Regions from separate parts of the Danio rerio genome. Here region 1 is linked to region 2. The links are chromatin contacts, called in public Hi-C maps. All regions are on one chromosome and are shown on one strand. Each heading gives the region's core, a stretch centred on a gene start, on an enhancer-like site or on the middle of the called end of the contact. The rest is flanking DNA. Distances are from core to core; before and after follow the strand shown. Region 1 overlaps fermt2 (FERM domain containing kindlin 2). Region 2 overlaps ddhd1a (DDHD domain containing 1a).

Region 1 (3,655 bases), core at 440-2,939, 97 kb after region 2:
TAGTTTTATTTGTTTGTTTTATTTGTTTATTTATTTTGTGGTCCAGGGTAACTTTATTTATTTATTTGTTTGTTTGTTAGTTTGTTAGTTTTATTTGTTTGTTTTATTTGTTTATTTATTTTGTGGTCCAGGGTGACTTTATTTATTTATTTATTTGTTTGTTAGTTAGTTTGTTTTATTTGTTTGTTTTATTTATTTTGTAACACAGGGTCAATTTATTTATTTATTTTATTTGTTTGTTTGTTTACTTAAATAATTTGTGGTCTAGCGTCACTTTATTTATGTGTTTGTTTATTTATTTTGTGGACCAGGGTCACTTTATTTATTTATTTTATTTATTATTTATTTATGTGTTTGTTTGTTTGTTTGTTTTGGGGTCCGGTGTCACTTTATTTATGTTTGTTTGTAAATTAATTTGTTTGTTTGTTTGTTTATTTATTTTGAAGTCCAGGATCACTTTATTTATTTATTTATTTATTTATTTATTTATTTATTTATTTATTTATTTATTTATTCAGAGTTACATTATATATATTTTTTTGTTTATCATTTTTATTTATTTATTTATTTATTTAATAAAAATGATGATGATACTACTACTACTAATAATAATAATTAATAATAATAATTATTATTATTAGTAGTAGTATTATTACAATACAATTACTATATATCCTATTTCTCAGGGTGCAGTTTTGTAATTCCCAAGTTGCCAAAGTGGCCTTTCATTTCCTAAAAATAAATGCATTACACTGACAAAAGCAAACAACACAATTACTAGAATGATTTACATTAAAATGCAAAAGGATCACTCCAGAAATGAAAGTAATTGAGAATCTGCTGGAGTTATAGCAGTGACTGTAAATCCAAGCAGTGTGACTCAGAGGATGTTCTGCTATGTCTGTGCTGCAGGAGAAGCAGTACGCTCAGTGGATGGCCGCCTGCCGTCTGGCCTCTAAAGGGAAGACCATGGCGGACAGTTCCTACAATCTGGAGGTCCAGAACATTCTGTCCTTCCTGAAGATGCAGCACATGAATCCTGATCCGCAGATCATCGAGCCCATCACCACCGACATCAACCCTGAGTGTCTGGTGTCTCCACGATACCTGAAGAAATACAAGAACAAGCAGGTAAATGCAGGATAGAAATCAATCAATATATGAAACCAATCCTGAACAGCAGGTTAAAGCACTGAAAATAACTGATCTGGTCTGTTTTTATTTATTTAATGATGGATGAAAGTTTGATATTAATCTAATGTTGCATTAATTAAATGTTAAATATGTCACATAACCCTAATTGTCCAAAAGATAGCTCCCGCTGCAGTGCTGTGAATATACAGGGCTCGAGTCAAAAACAAGAGGAAAGTTGGGGAGGATGTGTGTGTTTTTGCATGTCTGTTTGTCTGGTTTGTGTGTTTGTGTAGATCTGTGATATGTGTGTATGTGGTGACTGTGTGTCTGTACATCTTTGTATGGCTGCATTTGCATTAGTCTGTGTGTGTGTGTGTGTGTGTGTGTGTGTGTGTGTGTGTGTGTGTGTGTGTGTGTGTGTGTGTGTGTGTGTGTGTGTGTGTGTGTGTGTGTGAGTGCACAGAAGGCTGCTGGTGTCCTCTTACAGTGGTCCGCTGATGCTGGGCTGGGGGATGGTCTGGGCTTCCTGTCCTCCATCTCTCCGCTCCGGCGAGTGGGCGGAGCTCCACAAACAGGCGGGAAGAAGAGCCTACAGGAAACCAGCCGTGCCTGGGAATGTAGAGACACAGTCTGGGAAGAACACAGCAGTTTATTTATGAGAGCTGCTGCAGAGTCCAGATTCATTCTGAACGCTTTTATCGATGCGTTTACAAGCTCGATATCTTTCCTTCAAGGGCTCCCTGAGGAATTTGAATCTCAGAGGATGCATTAAACTTTGGGAATTGAAGAGAAATCAGTTTCTCACTTTCAGACTTGTTAAACCATAAAAGACCAGCACAGCTGTTGCCAGAAAGGATACAGCTGCAGACAGAAATTAACAAGAGTTATTTATTAAATTACCCAATTATTGTTTTATTAACAATAATTGTGTTTAATTAATGACTATGACTTAATTAATGACTTTTATTAACATCTACCCCTACCCCAACCCTCACAATAACATTAAAACAGTAATTATACAGAGTATTATTTATAATATTTATTAAATACCCCATTAAATCGCCTTTAATTAACGTCTACCCCTACCCTTACAGTAACATTAAAACAGTAATTATATAGAGCAGTGTATTAATCATATTATTTATTAAATTACCCATTTATTGTGTTTTATTAACGTCTACCCCTACCCCCAACCCTCACAATAACATTAAAACAGTAAATATACAGAGTATTATTCATATTATTTATTAAATTACCCATTAAATTGTGTTTTATCAACAACATCTACCCCTACCCCAACCCTCAAAATAACATTAAAACAGTAATTATACAGAGTATTATTCATATTATTTATTAAATTACCCATTAAATTGCCTTTTATTAACCTCTACCCCTACCCCAACCCTCACAGTAACATTAAAACAGTAAATATACAGAGTATTATTGATATTATTGTTATTATTCCTGTTATTGTGAACTTTTTTCCATTTTATACGGTTCCTTATACAGCATCAATGCTGTAATGTCATTAAAATACATCCAGTTCAATAAACTTTAGCATTTATTTGGTTGCTCAAGCGTAAAACGAGACAAAAAGCTGTTTACTCGCACGTGCCCGTCAGAATCGGCAGGCTAACGCAGAAGCTCCATTGAATATACTGGGGTAAAATAAATGCTCATATTATAAAGACATGGCGGGGGGAAATGTAATTTAATGCAGTGCTTCTTGTACAATCTGAGATCCACTTTAAATCGGATATCACTCAGCTAGTGGAGATCGCTGATTTTTAAAGAAAACAGACCTTAAACACACCGGATTTTACATTGGCATTCAATTAGCTGGAAGCGCTTAACCCAGGTTACTGGCAAATTAAAAGTCCTTTTAGCATGTTTCGGCATATACCCCATTACCTTTTATTAACGTCTCTACCCCTACCCCAACCCTCCTAGTAACCTAAAACAGTAATTATACAGAATATTATTCATATTATTCATTAAATTACCCATTAAATTGTCTTTTATTATTGTCTAGACCTTACCCAACCCTGAACCAAATCCTGTCAGTAACATAAAAGTATGAATAATTGTTGTACAGTATCGCAAACATGACGCTATATTGATGTTGCATCCACAGCTGTATCCCTTTTAGAGTTTACCGTCCAGCACAGCGGATACACAGTCATCCAAGTGGTGTGTTTTGGGGATGTAAGTGTGTGTGTGGCGCCACCTGGCGTACTGAAGCGTGTGTGGTCTGAAGTGGGATTAAAACAATCGCGTTAATCATAAACTACTGCTCAACCATGAACTCTGAAGCCCACTTTTCCAAAGTTCTGCACTGTCTAGACTTTTAAGAATTGTTGATTTGAGATATTGAAAAAAAAAATTTATGCTAATTTTATTTTATTTATTTTGTATTTTTTGCTGAGCAATGTATATAAAAAAATCGATGTATTTTTTTGTATTGCCAAAAAGCATAACACTGTTTTTGTGGTCAGTTTGAAATGAAAGTAGTGTGTGTGTA
Region 2 (3,696 bases), core at 981-3,480:
AGCCTGAATAAACACTATAGAGGAGGCTGTCTGACCAATCAGAGCAGAAGTAGACTCATCTGTGCAATCAGAGCAGAGTAGAGCCCCCTGACCAATCAGAGCAGAGTAGGTGATTGAGTATTTGAGGCTGTTTCAACATTGCTCTTTCATTGCTTGACGTTGCAGCCTGCCATTGTCAACTTAAAATGCAGTCAAACGTACATCTATACATATGAAAAATCAAACTGCTGTGTGAACACAGCTCTCTGCACATGAAGGATGATGATATGATGCTAACCACCAGTGAACTGACGCTGGCGTTTGCTAACAATATCCAACATAAACAAACAATAAATACATATAAAATGACTTGTTATGCCTAGCTAAACACACATTTTGACAGTATATTAACATGAACATTCTTTTAAATGGTAGTTTTTCCAAAATATAAACATTTTACTGTTTTTATAATCAGATAAATGCAGTTTTGGTGCGCTGAAGAGAATTTAAAGGGACAGTTTACCCCAAAATAAAAAATATATATGCGCTATTTACTCACAATCAACTGTTTCTGTCAAACACAAGCGAAAAAATCCAGAAGAGTAATCATCTGTAGTAGGAACCAAACATACTATGGAAGTCAATAGCTGTTCAACAGAAGAAATGATGACAGAACTGTTTTGTTTGAGCTGTCCCTTTAATTATGTTGGCTTGAGAAAGCCAACATACTGTTATACTACTCTGTCCTTGAAAACAAACGCATCTCCTCCTAGGTCGTTCATGCCACAAGGCCCAAATGTGGTCAAAATGTGCCTTCTACATTCAAGATTGTTGCTATATCTCCTCATGCCTGTAAGACTTATTGTTTTTTTAATAAAAAAATGTTAAATATTAAATTTTTATAATCCGGGCATATAAAAAAATTATACAAGCCCCAAATTTGGCCAAAATCTGTATTTAGATGCGTTAGATTTTGTTGCTATATCTTTAAGGTTTACCAGACTTATAGTTTTCCAATAAATAATTTTTAAGCATTATTTTTATATATATAAAACTATAAAATATATATATATATATATATATATATATATATATATATATATATATATATATATATATATATATATATGTGTGTGTGTGTGTGTGTATATATGTATATATTTATATTTATATATATATATTTATTTTATATACATATTTATTTATATTATTTTTTATTTTAAATATGGCAAGCCATTTTTGACTTAAACTCCATATCTTTTACTGATATGGCAAGCCATTTTGCATGTATCACTTTCACACCTATTAAGCATTGTATTTTCAAAAAAATACGGCAAGCCATTTTTACATAATGTTCATTCCCTTAGTCCCTTTATTAATCAGGGGTCGCCACAACGGAATGAACCGCCAACTTATCCAGCATATGTTTTACACAGCGAATGCCCTTCCAGCCACAACCCAACACCAGGAATACATAATATTCAAGTCCAGTTTTTGACACTCATAAAGACTGTCATAGAGACATCGGGGTTGATTAAGATCACTCATATTGCCAAGAAGCTTTGATGTATCATCACTAACCTGTCAAATGTCCCCATAGCAACTAAACAGTATAACCTAGCAACCATTTAAAAATAGCAAATACCTCTACATCAGAACATCGTAGGGACCTGGGCATTGGCTTGTTTGACTCATGCTAGCAAATGGGACTTCCTGTGTACTATGCATGGTAACAATGATAATGGAAGCCAAGCGCTAATAACGATTAGCTACATGCTATGAATGATTATCTAAATGCAATAACATATGCTAGAAATGCCTACTAAGTATTAGCATTTGATCAAACATGTACACGAGCATTGCCATTTAGCAACTGCTTAGCAACCACCTAACAATGCCATAATTGTTTTAGCAACTGCCTAGCAACCACTTAGCAACCGCCGCCGTGCTTCCTGCCAACTGCCATTCTTAGTCCTAGCGCAGTCACGTTGGCTTTCTCAAGCCAACATCAAAGTTTATCAATAAACTTTAGGTTCTAGTTCATGTTGTGATTATTTTATCTCCTCATGTCTGCTAATGCTCCTGCTGGTGTTTCGCAGTGGAGATGGAGCACCGCATTGACTTTGAGCTGCGCGAGGGTATGGTGGAGAGCCGCTATTGGTCAGCGGTGACCTCACACACAGCCTATTGGACGTCCCATGACGTGGCCCTGTTCCTCCTGACCTTCATATACAAACAGCAGAGCACAGAGCAAACAGAAACCAGCACAGCCATGTAGCACAGGTGACGCAATACACACTGATCCATCCCTTAAATCAACACTTAGTGCCTCTGAGCTCCTCTCCTTAGGCCTTTCCTCATGGACAGAGGCCGGACTATGCAAAATCCTCCAGCACTGATCCTCATCATTAAGAAACGGCAATATTTTTTATATTTTTATATAGTCGTGCAAGTCCAAAGAAGTCCGCCGATCCATAGAAAGCTCTTTATTTAGTTAACTATATAGAATAGTGTGGCTGCATCCGAAATCACCTACTACTCGAGTACGTACTACATTTGATTTTACTACACGACCATTAAATAGTATAAATGTGAGGAGTATTGATGGAATTTGGACGTACTACATCAGCCATTTTGTCATGATCACATGACCTACACAACTCACTCGATTCACCCACATTCATGAACTCTCTCCAAGTGCATCGTTGGATAGCATAGTGTACATCATGTGCGCACTTCAGAATCTCGGGAGTAGTAGGTCATCCGGGTACTTCCCTCATACTGTTTTTCCAATGGTATGAATACTGTTTTTTTATGCACTATATAGTAGGTAAGTGTGCGATTTGGGACGCACCCTGTGTTGACTTGAGTTTGTTTAATGCATTCATATGTTTATTTACATGCATAACCACTGTAAATCTGTTTTCATACTGAATGTCTTGGGTTTTGTTGATTGTATTTATTTTATTTATTGTATTGTTGGTTTCACATGATTAGGAATTATGACGACGGGCTGGAAGGATAACAGGCCAGTCACGCTTCACCCATAAATATATACAGGGTGGGCCATTTATATGGATACACCTTAATAAAATGGGAATGGTTGGGGATGTTAACGTCCTGTTTGTGGCACATTAGTATATGTGCGGGGGCAAACTTTTCAAGATGGATGTTGACCATGGTAGCTATTTTGAAGTCGGCCATCTTGGATCCAACTTTTGTTTTTTTCAATAGGAAGAGGGTCATGTGACACATCAAACTTATTGAAAATTTCACCAGAAAACTAATAGTGTGCTTGCTTTTAACGTAACTTTATTCTTCCATGAGTTATTTACAAGTTTCTGACCACTTATAAAATGTGTTCAGTGTGCTGCCCATTGTGTTGGATTGTCTGTGCAACCCTCTTCTTCCACTCTTCACACACTGATAGCAACACCGCAGGAGAAATGCCAGCACAGGCTTCCAGTATGCGTAGTTTCAGGTGCTGCACATCTTGTATCTTCACATGACAGACAACAAAGATAGTGTGGCCATTCTTCATCTTCATCAAAACCTCAAGGCCACTGGATATTTGAACTTGCTCCATGATGATGTGTTTCCCTCTTTATGCACTGAAGCCGGCACGTTCCCCAAGCTTTTCCAGCAAGATGGTGCACCACCACAATATGAGTGTCAGGTCCGAGCATTCCTAGATGAACAGTTTCCTGAAAAGCGGAA

What was found. Hi-C and Micro-C count contacts between places; a contact is called where the count stands out from the background.
Region 1: a Hi-C map of an unstated tissue shows a contact between it and region 2, with 6 times the contacts expected there. The contact joins two enhancer-like sites. A contact is called at or near these places in 3 of 18 Hi-C or Micro-C datasets (caudal fin, hematopoietic stem cells and an unstated tissue) and 1 of 4 datasets of contacts at active chromatin or transcription factors (caudal fin).

What each region holds. Positions count from the first base shown.
Region 1 is chr17:56,847,447-56,851,101 of GRCz12tu, forward strand. fermt2 (FERM domain containing kindlin 2) reads left to right here. Exons shown (of 16, transcript NM_001256215.1): 12 at 913-1,131. All of the region lies in intron 2 of LOC103909099 (a long non-coding RNA gene), which reads right to left. Among named protein-coding and RNA genes, the nearest start is that of stxbp6, 21 kb to the right of the region's middle. Within about 2 kb of position 1,690, at least 35 of the 62 cell types and tissues checked have an H3K27ac peak or open chromatin away from gene starts, as enhancers often do.
Region 2 is chr17:56,749,656-56,753,351 of GRCz12tu, forward strand. ddhd1a (DDHD domain containing 1a) reads left to right here. Exons shown (of 15, transcript XM_073927674.1): 14 at 2,079-2,262. The coding sequence ends at 2,257. All of the region lies in intron 2 of LOC103909099 (a long non-coding RNA gene), which reads right to left. Among named protein-coding and RNA genes, the nearest start is that of fermt2, 16 kb to the right of the region's middle. Within about 2 kb of position 2,231, at least 5 of the 62 cell types and tissues checked have an H3K27ac peak or open chromatin away from gene starts, as enhancers often do.